2 separate regions of the Triticum aestivum genome follow, and region 1 is linked to region 2. A link is a contact called in public Hi-C data. All regions are on one chromosome and are shown on one strand. Each heading gives the region's core, a stretch centred on a gene start, on an enhancer-like site or on the middle of the called end of the contact. The rest is flanking DNA. Distances are from core to core; before and after follow the strand shown. Region 1 holds the start of LOC100415889 (serine/threonine-protein kinase SAPK4). Region 2 has its middle 39 kb from the start of LOC123062743.

What was found. A called contact is a pair of places that touch in the nucleus more often than the background predicts.
Region 1: a Hi-C map of leaf shows a contact between it and region 2, with 4 times the contacts expected there. The contact joins the promoter of LOC100415889 here to the enhancer-like site in region 2. A contact is called at or near these places in 2 of 5 Hi-C or Micro-C datasets (leaf and an unstated tissue) and 1 of 1 datasets of contacts at active chromatin or transcription factors (leaf).

The regions. Positions count from the first base shown.
Region 1 is chr3A:631,855,908-631,862,746 of IWGSC CS RefSeq v2.1, reverse strand. It overlaps LOC100415889 (serine/threonine-protein kinase SAPK4), which reads right to left and starts at 1,324. Exons shown (of 9, transcript XM_044486392.1): 1 at 903-1,324; 2 at 686-760; 3 at 100-201; 4 at 1-17. The coding sequence starts at 1,022.
Region 2 is chr3A:631,624,525-631,631,835 of IWGSC CS RefSeq v2.1, reverse strand. No RefSeq gene overlaps it. Among protein-coding and RNA genes, the nearest start is that of LOC123062743, 39 kb to the right of the region's middle. Within about 2 kb of position 2,720, at least 8 of the 8 cell types and tissues checked have an H3K27ac peak or open chromatin away from gene starts, as enhancers often do. A contact at or near this core is called in leaf, where this site is marked.

The DNA of each region.
Region 1 (6,839 bases), core at 75-2,574, 230 kb before region 2:
TGAAAGAAATACCTTGCCTGCGTGAAGCAAAACCAGATTAAGTATTGCTCTTCCACCCAAATCCATAAGATTATAAAATTGAGGAATAAATCACGAGACCTCATCCTCACTGAAGCGCCCACGATCACAGATTCGCTCAAACAGCTCCCCACCTGCTGCGAACTCCATGACAATCATAAGATTTGTTGGCGTCAGTACCACCTGGAGAATTTCCCCCCAGAACAACTAATTAAAATCATGTGTGTGGACGCGTGGTTGTGATAAGGAACAAGTAAATAAAGCTAAAAGCACAATCTGATTCCTTCTTCCATCAAAAGTTTGTGCTATTGCAATGCAAACAGAAAGATATGCCTTTATGTTTCAGGTGAATAATTGCCACGGAGAAGGTGCCTCTCGGCGACATGCATCTGTAACATGAGAATCCACGCCCAAACCACACAAATATACAAGGGGCTTGTGTAAAGCGAAATCAGGAAAGGGGGAAAAGGAAGGGAGGTATCAAACATTAGGTAGCAATCGAAGATTCCTCACCACATGCAGTTAGGAGAATTTTTTACAGGAAAAAAAAATCACCCGCGCCATTCCTACCCCGTGAACACCAAACGATTTGCGTTCGGAAACGCGAAAATTTTGTTTTAAAAAACAGAGAGAGAATTGGCCCGTGTGGACGAATTTTTGCACGAACCTCCTTGAAGCGGATGATGTTGGGGTGGCGCAGCGAGCGGTGGTTGATGATCTCCCTGTAGACATTCTCGTCAATCTGCAGGGCACAGATCCCCAAAACGGTAATTAATCCTCCTCCCGCCGGACAAGCAAGCCAGCCAGCCCAATTACTCCTCCTTGTATGTAGCACAAAAATAAATAAACGGAGAGGACGGGGGGAGGAAGACAAGCGAACGAACCCGGTGGCCGCGCTCGATGCACTTGACGGCGACGAGCTCGCGGGTCTCGCGGTTGCGCATCAGCCGCGCCACCCCGAAGTTGCCCGACCCGATGTCCCGCACCGCCTCGTACTTCTCCATCCCCTCCCTCCCTCCCTCCGCCCCCCGCGCGTCGCCGGCCGCGCCCCCGTGCCCCTGCCCCTCGGCCTCGCCTCCCTCACGCGCACGATCCCCGTGGGACCCACGACGGCTTGCCTGCCGGCCGGAGCCGCGGACGGAACGGAGGGCACGGCGGCGGCGGAAGGGCGCGAGGCGAGGCTGCGGAAGGGTGCGGTGCGGTGGGGGCTCGCGCCGTGCCTCGTTCGTTGGGTCGGTAGGTTGGCTCTGGGCCGTGCCGCGGGTTGCGTCTGCGGTGGCGCGTGTGTGGGGGCGGTGCGTGGGCGTGTGTCGCGGGGAGGATTATATACCCAGGGGGGGAGGGGCGCGGCCAGCGAGGTGGAGGAGGAGCCAGGCGGGAGGGGGGGTGGGGAGGTGGAGTGGGCGGAGGGGCTGCCCGGTGGGCCACGCCGTCGGCGGGTCCGCGTCACGCAGCGTGGCGCGCGGACCCCGCCTGCCTGCCGCCTGGCTGGATTCGTTTCGATGCGTCCAAAATGGCTCGCTACTGCTGGAGCTTTGCGCTGTTTGATCGGCGGAAAAATATCCCGGAGGGGGAAAAACGGGAAAACATCCATTTGGTATCCTGCTGCTATGAATACCTGTTTCCATCGAAGGAATGATCCCACTGGGTATAATTAATGCTGTACTAATCAGATCACAGCGTCGCATGTCGGCTTTACTTTATCGTATCTTTTTCTTTTTTGAAATTCACTTTGTCGTATCTTTGTGTTATCTTAGCCGGCTGATTTTGTGAACTAGGTAGTGGAGTAATATTGTGGTTGTAGGGGGAAGAGGATGATCATGTGCTTCCAGCCCTGGAGCCCGTGGGTCGTTGGATCATGGATCCAACGGTAGGAAGAGCTCATCCAAACTTTCAAGAAAACCCCTCAAGGAGTCCTGTAGTTTTGTGTAATTTTGCCGAGGTCCAAAGACTTCAAAGCTAACCACTAAAGAATGACATCAAGTGAGGCATTACATGTTCGTAGCTGGCATCCCAAATTCACGGGCATAGTGTTGAATAGCTTTGAAATCTGATAACACTTAACACCATTAGCTCATCACATAACCATGGTTATGTAAGCTCTCATTTTCGTTCTTCTCTTTTATCTCTCCCTTGTCCCTTTTCTCGTCGAGAGTCCCCAACGTTCTACCCCGACTCCTCTCCCCTTCTCCTCAGTCGTTGTCGCCAACATGAGTGGGAAAGGGAGGGGAGCTCGAGTAGACTCTTTACATAGTAAACTGGGGTAGTAGTAGTCAACTTAAGGACATGTGGCTTTGTGCTTGTTTGAAGTTCTCCAATGTACCATGCAGATGGTGTATGATGGTTGTCATGCTTTTCCCCTAATTGTTTTCTATGGAGGAAGCTAGCAGTTGATGGTAGACCTAATGAGTGCTCCCTCGATAAGCCTGACAATGGGCCAAATCGGACCAGCGTAGATGTCCATTCCCTCACCTTGAGCAGTCGCGGGGTTAGTAAAAAGTTGGGTGTGAATCTGTCATCAGCTTTCCCTGGTCTGGCGCTCGGAGGGGAAGGCTGGTATCGATGATCTCTTGCTTTTCTTATTGCACGGGAAGACCTCTGCCGTGGATCTAAGGACAAAAAACTCTCCAATATGCCTCTTGGAAGGCATGGATGGATCGTCGACCGCTCGTCGACTTCTCTTATTGCATGTGCCTTCATCTGCAACCTCCAATGGGAGGCCCTTGTTCCCTTGTTGTCTCTAAGCAAGGCAACGGTAAGGGGCGTTGGCCAAAGTGTCTCCAACGAGGTTAACATCTACTCAAGGACTGGTTTGCTTTATATGTTTCCTATAACGGGTGCTTATCGAAAAGTTCAAGGACTTGGGTAAATTTATTTTCCTTAGGTTCCTTCAACTGTTGCGTTAATTCTAATTTTGAAATACACACAAATTATTTGACTCACCCATTAGTTAAGCAAGAAAATACTTGCCTGAATAATTAGTGAAAATTGAGCGAAATCCATTACAAACTTGACCATAAAATACCAACAAGCAACAACCGTACAATGCATGCAGACTAGTGCCAAACACCAAAGTCCAACGACCACTACAACAGTCAACAAAAGCATGCAAGCCGCTACTTCTGTAAACCATCGACACGTGGGTCACTACACCACAAAGGAACCTCAATCGGCTGGCTACAGCTTGAGGATAACACATCGAAAAACTAATAGACACCACCAAATCCATGTTGACAACCCCAAAAATGGGAACCATGCATTATGTAACAAAAGACACCTCCCCGTTAGCGTCACCCATATATTTTTGCTCCTAATTGTTTTCTATTTTTTGGATGCCTAATCGAGAGCTAGCGCCATCCTTTTTGCTTTTGCTCCTATTTGGTTTCTCATTTTGGATGTTGAAATACCGGATCGGGGTTAGAGCCACCCTTCTCGCTTATTGTTTTCTCCTTCACGATGCAGTCAATTATCTTGCCTAGTTAAGGGTTAGCAGCAGGCAACCTGCCAAGGAAATGACAATTTTTTTAAAGATATGGCTTCCAATAGCAAGCACCAACATACCATTTGCATCAACCACATAAACCACCTACACAATGGACTTGGGCGAATGAATGTTAGTAAAGTCAAAACTACCACTTTCCTCATTGGCGGACGCCTTGCAGGGGCATCAAGAGGGGGAGCACTATGGGCGTCATAATTATAGTTGAGACCCCAAGTGAGACCACCTTCCACCACACAATTGATATTGGTGAAACAAGCTGACCACACAACTCCAACAGGTTGGGCATTATCTTGAGCACCAAAGCCATGACCCCGACCATGGGCTCTCCCTCAACGAGTTTCGTAATTTTTCTCAGGTCCAGAGACTTCAAAGATAACCGTGAAAGAAACATGAAATGAGGCATTACATGATTATAGCAGACATCCCAAATTCATAGGCATGGTGTTGAATAATTTTAAAATAAGATAAAACTTAACACCATTAGTTAATCACATAATCATGGTTCCGTAAGATCTCATTTCTTTTATCCTCTTTATCTCTCCCTAATTCCCTTTCTCGTTGAGAGGCACGAACGCTCTCCCGACCCATCTCCCCTTTTCGTCTGTCATTGTCGTCAATCAGGGTGGAAGGGGAATGGGAGCTCGAGGAGCCTATGTACATAGTAGATATATGATAATACTTGCCTTAAGGGCATGCCGCTTTGTGCTTGTCCGTGGTTCTTCATTGCCATGCATATAGTGCTTGATGGTTGTTGTGCTCTTCCCCTATGGAGGAAGCTAGAAGTTGGTTGGTAGATTCTATGATTCCTCCCTCAGTAAGCTTGGCAGTGTGCCAAATCTGCCGACGAAGATCTCCATCCCCTCTTCCCGAGCCATCGTGGGGGCAATAAAAGAATTGGGGGTGAATTTGTCTTCAATTTCCTTTGATGTGGCGCTCTGGGGGGGGCATCAATGATCTTATTGCGCAGGAAGACCTCCACCACCTAGGTTGTGGATCTAAAAACACTCTATGATGTGCCTCTAGTGAGGCATGGGTGGATCGCCGACCACCCATCGACCTTGTCATTAGCCCTGTATGCCTTCATCTGCACCCTCCATGGGAGGCACTTATTCCCTTGTTGTGTCAAAGCAAGGAGGTGGCAGGGGACGCTGGCCAAAGTATCTCCAACAAGGCCAGCATCTACGAAGGACTGGATTTCTTTCTATGTTTCCTATATCTCGCAATGTTGCATGACCTGGCTAATTTTATTTTCCTTGGGTTTGATACGTATCCAACGTATCTATAATTTTTGATTGTTCCATGCTGTTATATTATCATTCTTAGATGTTTTACAATCATTTTATATCAACTTTATATCATTTTTTGGAACTAACCTTGACATAGTGCCCAGTACTAGTTGTTGTTTTTTGCTTGTTTTGTACTTCGCAGAATATCAGTACCAAACGGAGCGAAACTTTTTGAAGAATTTTTTTGGACCAGAAGACACCCAGTGGGCCAAAGAAGTACCAGAGGGGAGGCCCGAGGTGGGCACAACCCACCAGGGCGCTCCAGGAGGCCCAGGCGCGCCTAGGGGGGTTGTGCCCCCTCAGTGACCTCCTGCACCGCCTCTTCGCCCTATAAATCCCCAAATATTCCAGAAACCCTAGGGGAGTCGACGAAATACAATTCCAGCCGCTGCAAGTTCCAGAACCACGAGATCCAATCTAGACACCATGACAGAGGGGTTCATCATCCTCATTGGTGCCTCTCCGATAATGCGTGAGTAGTTCACCATAGACCTACGAGTCCGTAGGCAGTAGCTATATGGCTTCCCCTCTCTCTTATTATTCTCAATACAATGGTCTCTTGGAGATCTATTTGATGTAACTCTGTTTGCGGTGTGTTTGTTGGGATCCAATGAACTTTGAGTTTATGATCAGATCTATATCCATGAATATTATTTTAGTCTTCTTTGATCTCTTATATGCATGATTATTTATAGCCTCGTATTTCTTCTTCGAATCTTTGGTTTAGTTAGGCCAACTAGATCATTTTTTCTTGCCATGGGAAGAGGTGCTTTGTGATGGGTTCGATCTTGCGGTGTTCTTTCCCAGTGACAGAAGGGGCAGCAAGACACGCATGTATCGTTGCTATTAAGGATAACAAGATGGGGGCTATTCCTACATGAATAGATCTCGTCTACATCATGCCATCGTTCTTATTGCATTACTCAGTTTTCCATGAACTTAATACACTAGACGCATGCTGGATAGCGGTCGATGTGTGGAGTAATAGTAGTAGACGCAAGCAGGAGTCGGTCTACTAATCTTGGATGTGATGCCTATATATTGATCATTGCCTTGGATATCATCATAATTATTCGATCTTCTATCAATTGCCCAACGGTAATTTGTTTACCAACCGTATGCTATTTCTTGAGAGAAGCCACTAGTGAAATCTACGGCCCCAGGGTCTATTCTTTATTATATTTGCTTTGAGATCTATTTTTAATTGCCTTTGTTTCCAGATCTATTATTCCAAAAACCCAAAAATACTTTGCTGCACTTTTTTTATTACTTATTTTATTTTGTGTTTTATCGGGATCTATTTATCCAATCTACAAAAAAAATCATGTCAACTTGACAATTTCTGGCGCCATTACCCGAAGAGGGATTGACAGCCCCTCATACGCGTCGGGTTGCAAGTATTTGCTCTTTGTGTGCATGTACCGTTTACATAGTGTTGCTTGGTTCTCCTACTGGATTGATACCTTGGTTTCATGATACGTCTCCAACTTATCTATAATTTTTTTGTTCCATGCTATTATATTATTTGTTTTGGATGTTTTATATGCATTAATATGCTATTTTATGTTATTTTTGGGACTAACCTATTAACCTAGAGCCCAGTGCCAATTTCTGTTTTTCCTAGTTTTTTAGCTTCGCAGAAAAGGAATATCAAACGAAATAAAACTTTCACAAGGATTTTTCTTGGACCAAAAGAAACCCAGGAGACTTGGAGTTCAAGTCAGAAGAGCCACTAGGCGGCGACAAGGGTGGAGGTCGTGCCCTAGGGGGGCGCCCCGACCTTGTGGGCCCCTCGTGACTCCCCTACCCTAGTTCTTCCTCCTATATATTCACATATATTCCCGAACCTCCAGAACTATCCACGAAAACACTTTTCCACCGCTGCAACCTACTGTTCCCGTGAGATCCCATCTTAGGGCCTTTTCCAGCATCCTGCTGGAGGGGGATTCGATCACGGAGGGCATCTACATCAACTCTATTGCCCTTCTGATGAAGCGTGAGTAGTTTACCTCGGACCTACGGTTCCCTAGCTA
Region 2 (7,311 bases), core at 1,471-3,970:
TCTTTGAAGGGTTGGATTTGTTGTTCGCGACTGTAGATGCTCTAACATTCGCTAACCAATAAGCATAGAGTGCAAGGGAAGATAAAATGATTCTTGAACGAGTAATTCTGTGTCATAAGTCCCCAATGCAAACTTTGGGACACAAAATGGTGTTCAGTCCATGCTCATATAAAATGGAGCAGCAAAAGTCAGATTAGTAGAACTATCACGTTGTTTTGGTGCTCGGGTGCATATGCAATCGCATAAACAGTAAATTAAGGAAAGGGGCATAAACTAAAGAAAAATATACATCACGTAGAAGCTCTGTACCATTTAAAAAAAATGTTTGGTAGGAGTTCTGCTGCTTTCCATTTGAAAAGCAGCAGAAAAATCACGTGTCGGACGCACAGCGGCACGACGAGTATAAATCAACCGCGAGGTGCTTTTCACCGTAAAGCAAGACACAACCCAACCCGACCCCGCCGTGCATTCACCTGGCCGACACCGCCGTGCCCTGTGCGTGCACCACGCAGACGCCTCACAGTTCACACCAGCGACGCGATGACACTCGTCGTCGGCACGCACTCGTACGTAGCAAACGTCGCGCGCTTGGCCGGTGGAGGACCCCAACCGCGACCAGCGGGCGCGGGCGAGTGCCACTGTGCCGTACGTACGGGCCAGCAGTTAAGTTGCTGTTTATTTATACGGGTGGTTAGAGCTAGACTGCACAACTCGATCACCGCGACGGTGCAGAGGCGGGAGGAAAAGGGGCGAGAGCGACCCGCCGGCGGCCGGCCGACTCCGGGGAGCTCGCGACGGGTGGACCGGGAGCGCCCACGGCGGCGACCGGGCAAGATCGACCGCCCGCTGTCGCGCGGAAGGTGGCCCCCGTCTCGTCGCCTGTTACTGCATGGGTCAATTCTCTTCTTTTTAACGAAGCTGGTCGGAGCACTGGCGCCGTGGCCGCTCCACGCGTCGCCTCCGTCGTGTTGCCTAACCGAACGCAGCGCAGGCGCAGCACGGTCTTCTCTGATCTGACCGGCGGTTCGAACCATCTCAAGGCGAGAAATCTTTCAAGTCCGAACCGAAGAACATATGCGGCGGGTGCAATGCAACGCGAGGAGACGGTGAACTGTGGCGGTAATTAGAGGAGCCAACAGGATAGGGATTTGATTCGTTGGTGCGAGGATACGATCCGGCTCGGAGACTCCGGGGTCCAGCCTAATAATCCGGCTACAGAGAACGGGGCAGAACCAGGGACAGAGATTCACATCAGAGATCAGATCAAGCCATGCCGCCATAGGTTTTGTCTTCCTTTCTTCTTCTCAAGCAAGCGGGAAACAAGTGCATGTGGCGCCGTATCCTGCCTCTGGCCTAGCCCACTGTTTCGCACGAACACAAATCAGCAGTGCTGGCCCTAGACCCTAGTGCACGAAGAAGATCGGCGCCATGCACGCGGCCTGCCCTTCACAAGCGTGACAGTTCTCACCATTTTTTTTCGGGGTTGCTATGCATAAGTATTTTTTACGTTCAAATTGCGTGTCCTTTTTATCCGCCCAGCCGTCGGCTGAAGTCAAGAAATTATTAGCCTATAATAAGCAACGGTTTAGTGGTTGCCGCGACATACGACCGTGACGTGACGACGCATAAATATCTACTTACACTACTGTTTTTCCACGGAAATATCTACTAACTCTGATGTAGATGTTGAGTAGGAGTATCTAGCAAGTTGGCACCGCAGTTAAGGATACCGGTGACTGGCCGGTCTAATTTTTTTAAAAATGCTAGTGGTAAATTAATCTTGTGCTGAGTTTCGAACCCGGCTACGTGTGCGTGTACGAGTGTATGGTGAGGAAATTGTAAATAATCTGGGCAGCGTTTTCTTCGGGGTGAAGCTAGCTACTCGCTCCATGCCACATGTACGTACGTAGGCCATGTGCCACGGTAGAAACGACAAGGCGTGACGACGAGATCGAGCCCGGGCCTTCCGACCTATCCGCGTGGCACTCCGAGCCGCCCACGTGGCTGCCGGCCCACGGTGCACGAGCAGGTGCATGGGTGGATTGACGTGGCTAGTTGGCCACACTGTCTCTTGTCCGGCTGGCTACGTGGATTTTGGCAGCCAGCCAAGGCAAAGGCACCTGCCACCTGCACGTACCTACGCAGCGGTCACGCTGCACGCCAAGATGCAGAGCCCGGTGGAGGGCGCATGACATGTGATCCTCGACAGAATACACCAAAATATAGTTTTTATAAACCAAAGATGGCACGATCCGGTGCGGTTAATTCGTACTACATTTTTTCTTCTTTGAGAGAGAATGTGTCCTACTAGAAATACGTAGCTCTACCCCTCAAAAAAGAAAAGAAATACGTAGCTTTGCGTGCACGTGTCGAGTAGTACACTGTGCCGGCGTACGTCGTCTCCTCATTAATGTAGTAAATTCTTGACAAGGTCACGAGTAGAGTACCACGCTCTACGGTAAGAAAAAGAACCCACACAGAAGCGTACGCGTTCACGCAGAGAAGTACGTATATCCGATGGGGACATGCATTTCTCCATGTCAAATCACAGTTTGTCCCAGTCAAATCACAGTTAATAGTACATACAGCACTCCAACTTTGTTTAGCCTCCTGATGAAAGCGCACCGCCGTTAATTAATCCAGGAGCTTCTGTGTACGTGTGCTACCGCGAAGACACCTCTGGGGATCAATTAATGCGCCATATCCCTGTGGGGCCGGCCAGGCCATTCATTCGTCGTTGCGGCCATGTGAGGCATGGCCCACAGCACACACCTCACATACGAACAGTACGATTATGATGGAGCAACGGCAGCTTAAGAGATTCCGTTAATGGATAGCTTGAGCATGAGGTCCACTAATTCCTCACCTTAAACTGTGCGATTAAGTAACTAATAATCTGCTAATGATCGTATTCACGATCGAAGCCGTGGTACCTCGGCAACGATCCAGCGTATGCAGGACCGCAACATATACCAGCACCAAACTAAGCATCACATCGGAGATGCATAAGCTGTACTCTTTTTTTTGTACTCAATACGTAAGGTATACGTATGTACCACCCCATAAAACAACCAGTTCCTTAACCACCCTGATGGAAAAGAAGCTACATCTAATCTAGTAGTACTACAACTATCTAGCTACTCCCTCCGTTACACTAGTGTAGGGTAAAAAAAATGCTCTTATATTATGGGACGGAGGGAGTAGCTTGCTTGCGAAGTTGCAGCAGTGGCCCCTCGAAAGCCAACCAACACCCAAGGGCGGAGCCAGGGGGACGAGCAGAGGCCTGCCCACCCCCAATTCCCCCAACGATCGACAATTTTAGTAGGAGCGACGAGTAATTACCAACAAGATTAGATCAATACATACTCGGCCGCCCTATACTCGAATCCTGGCTCCGCCACTGCCAACACCTAAAAAACCGTTGAGCTGATATCATATATACACTATTATTATTATTATTATTATTATTATTATTATTATTATTATTATTATTATTATTATTATTATTATTATTCTTTTGCTTTAGTTGATTTGTATATTTCTTATAGTTCTTATAGTGCTAGTCTGTCATTCTCTTTGGCTACCTGGCATGTCATGCCTCTTGGGCTCGAGAATCATCATCGTCGGGCAGACGTTAGCTTAGATTTGGGATTATTGTTCCTTTTCTGGTTGTACCCATAGATCAAGATAGCATATCTTATATTGTATATAATGTCTTTTCAACTAGTCCAGCTGATGCATGAAATGATTCATCAGGGGCCCTACAAAGGCCACCTTTTAGTTGGGGCCTATATATTATCAGCGCTGTATGAGTTATGGGATCTCAATTATTGGTTCCTTATATACTATTATATATTTGCATTCTGCCTGTGACAATATATCTGTTAATTTTCGCGTGGCTGTTTTCTCTTTTATTTTATTTTTAGTAACGTTTCATTTTAGTTTTTTAAGGTGACATTTAATTTTAGTTCGGTGCAACAAACTTTGGCAGCTCGAGATGGATCCTCCGCGCCAGTGGGCTTGCACTCAGCGTATATGGCCAGGCCCGCATTTGACGGAATAATGCTACACCTACAAACGAGTTACAAGCTTTTACAAAAAAAGTTAATTTGATTGGTCAATAGATGGCGAGGCGGCCCACCTCCTGAAAATGGGGGGGGGGGAGGGGGGAGGGTGTGGAGGGCAAGTTTATAATTGGTTAGTAGATAGAAAAAAAATTTAATCAGCGTGTAATTGCGTGTAACTCTTTATATGTTTAGCATTATTGCGCTTGATGTGTGTGTGCGTGCCGTGCCGTGGCGAGAAGCCGGAAAGGCGCCGTGTTCCGTAGTTTTCCGTTCCATCGGCAAAAGCCGAAAGCACTGAAGGGGCCCAAAATGGCCGAAGACTGGGAATGAATTTCCTTCCGGTGGCTGTTCCGCAGGAGACTTTCTATAGGACGCAATCTGCATCAAACAGAAGCTCGACGCACACGGGCGACGCACGACTGGGCCGGCCCAGTGATGCGAAAGCCACTTATGTTTCCTGTATCGCACGTGACCTAAAAAACCCCTAAAAAGCACTATAAAATCAGACAGTAGGGTTGACATTTTAGAAAAACATTTTAGAAACATTTCTTGAAAATTTCAAACAATCCGAATGCTGCAGATATTTTCTGATATTCTAAGTTTTTTAAATAAAAAAATGTGAACGATTTTTGTAACCCAAATTTAGAAGAAACACGGACATTTTTTGTAAAACCTACTCCCTCCTTCCATCTATATAGGGCCTAATGCGTTTTTCGAGGCTAACTTTGACCAAATGTTAGAGCAATAATATATGACATGCAACTTACACAAAGTACATCATCAAATTCGTATGTGAAAGGAGCTTTCAATGATATAATTTTCACATTATGCATGTCATGTAGTATTAATTTTATCAATAGTCAAAGGCGGTCTTGAAAAACGCATTAGGCCCTATATAGATGGAAGGAGGGAGTAACAATTTTCTAAAACTTGAAATTTTTCTGATATTGTGATTTTTTTAAAACAAGAAACATTTTCTGAAATTCTTGAACATTTTTTGAAACATGAACATTTTTCTGAAAATGTCAGATCATATTTTGAAATCCCTGTGTATTTTATGAAACATAGACATTTTACGAATGACATTCTGAACAAATTTTTGATAAAGAGAACATTTTTTGTCAAAACATGAACATAACAAAGATTTGAGAATGAGAACATTTTTTTGAAATTAATGAACATTTTTTGAAATTATGAACAAAATTTAAAACAAGAAGATTTTTTGAAATTCGTGAAATACTTTTTGAAACACGAGCATTTTTTAAATTGTGAATAAAATTTGAAAACAGGAACATTTTATGAAATTCCTGAACATTTTTTGAAATTGAGAGCAAATTTTGAAAACCAGACCATGTTATAAAATTCCGAATAAAATTTTGAAATTCTCAAACAAAAGAAACATAAAAGAGAAAGAAAAGAAAACAAAAAAAGGAAAGGACAGTTTTAAACAAAAATAAAAAGAAATAGAAAAAAAGAAACAAAGAGGGAAATAGAGAAACCGATTCAGGAACCTCCTAGAAGGTTCCTAAAACCAGTAAAAACTAGGTGGGAAGAAGATTCCCGAAACCAGATTCGCACATACGTTTGAACGGGCCGGCCCATCCGAATGCTCGTCGATCTGCCCCTGTGCGTCGCGTCGACTACTTGCCGCAACGAGCGGAAAATAGGAATTTCCATGCCGTAGATCCAACCTCGAAGAAAGAAGTCTATTTTTCACCCTCAAATGTGCCCCAACAGACAACCCCCCCCCCCAACTCGATTTTGGTACAATTTTAACCCTGAAATATCTGAAACTGGGTAAATTTGCCCCTTGAGTGGTTTTGCTGTGATTTAGGTGGCTTTGGGAGTTGAGGTCGTCTTCTTCTGTCTCCACCGAAGCCAAGTCATGCATAAGCACTAACACAAACACATGGTGAGCATCTCTTGAAAGCAAGTGAAGTAGGTGGAAGCGATGAGGAAGAAAGAGAGGGGCGGGCGGAGCTGTAGCGTATATGGTGTGGCACGCCCAGACCGGGGTAGGAAATGGATGAGCTTGAAGGCGGGAGTGGCTGGCATGTTGGCGTCCTTAGAGCATCTCCAGCCGCGTCCCCAACAGGCCCTCCCCAGGCGTTTTTGCCGCGCTGGCGCCGAAAAAACGGCCCAGTCGCGTCCCCAGAAACCCTTTTTTCGCCGGCTCGGGCCGAAACTGATGCCGCCGGACTCAGGCCGAACCCTGCGCCCTGGGGGGCGCCTGGGGCGCCGGCACAAGCGAAAAGAGCGGATGGGTCCGCCCTGTCGGCGAGTCGAGCGCCTCTTCCCATCGTTTCTTCCCGCTTTTCCCCCACTTCCCTCCCATTTTCTTCCTTCCTCCCGCCAATCTTCCTCCCGGTCGCCTCCCAGCCGGCCACCATGCCACCGAAGAAGTACGTCACCCCCCGCGCGGCGGCAACCGCGACCGCCTCCGTCGCCCAGCCGAAGCAGAGGAAGCCGAGGGCGCCGCCGACCAAGCCACCGGGCATGTCAAACGCCGAGTGGAGGGCGGAAGTTCAGCGACGGGAGGCTGTCACCGCCGACCGGCGGAACAGGGCCATCGCCAAGAAGCCCCGTGACAACGCGGCGTGCGCGACTGCGGCTGCCTCATCGATGGACCAAGTCGAGGCCGAGGCGAGTCGCGCGGGGATGATGAATCTACCTGGAAGCCACGCCCAGTATGCGCCCTAGGGCCAGCAAGGCGTCGGCTCTCCGCAGCCATGGGGATCGCCCTCACTGGGCTACGCCGACAGGGACACGCACGGTGGGTTCAACACAAACGTCACCTTCCCTCATGGACACCCGACCCAGCGCACGCCCTCTCCCGCCTTCGCCGGCGTGCAGTACCCTCCATACAACTACTCGCCGCCCGCCTACGCTTCCTCCTCGACGCCTCCATTCCGCCGTGGCCCGCTGCCCTTCTCGCACCTCGGTGACACCGACGAGACCGAGGCCGACATGGACGACATCATCGCGGCAGGTTCGGCCGCGGCCGCCACGTCTCCCGGGTTCATCACCCAGGGCGAGACGGTGGATCTCAGCGGCGGCATGGACGGCGAGCTCGGCTACGTCTACGGCAAGGACGAGCAGGAGGAGCAGGAGCAGGAGGAGGAGGACAAGGAGGAGGAGGAGGAGGAGGAGGAGTCGGCGCCTGTTCCGGCGAAGGGGCGCAAGAAGAAGAAGCGGGCAGCCAGGTCAGATGAGCCGCGCATCAAATGGGCGTCCAAGGAGGAGG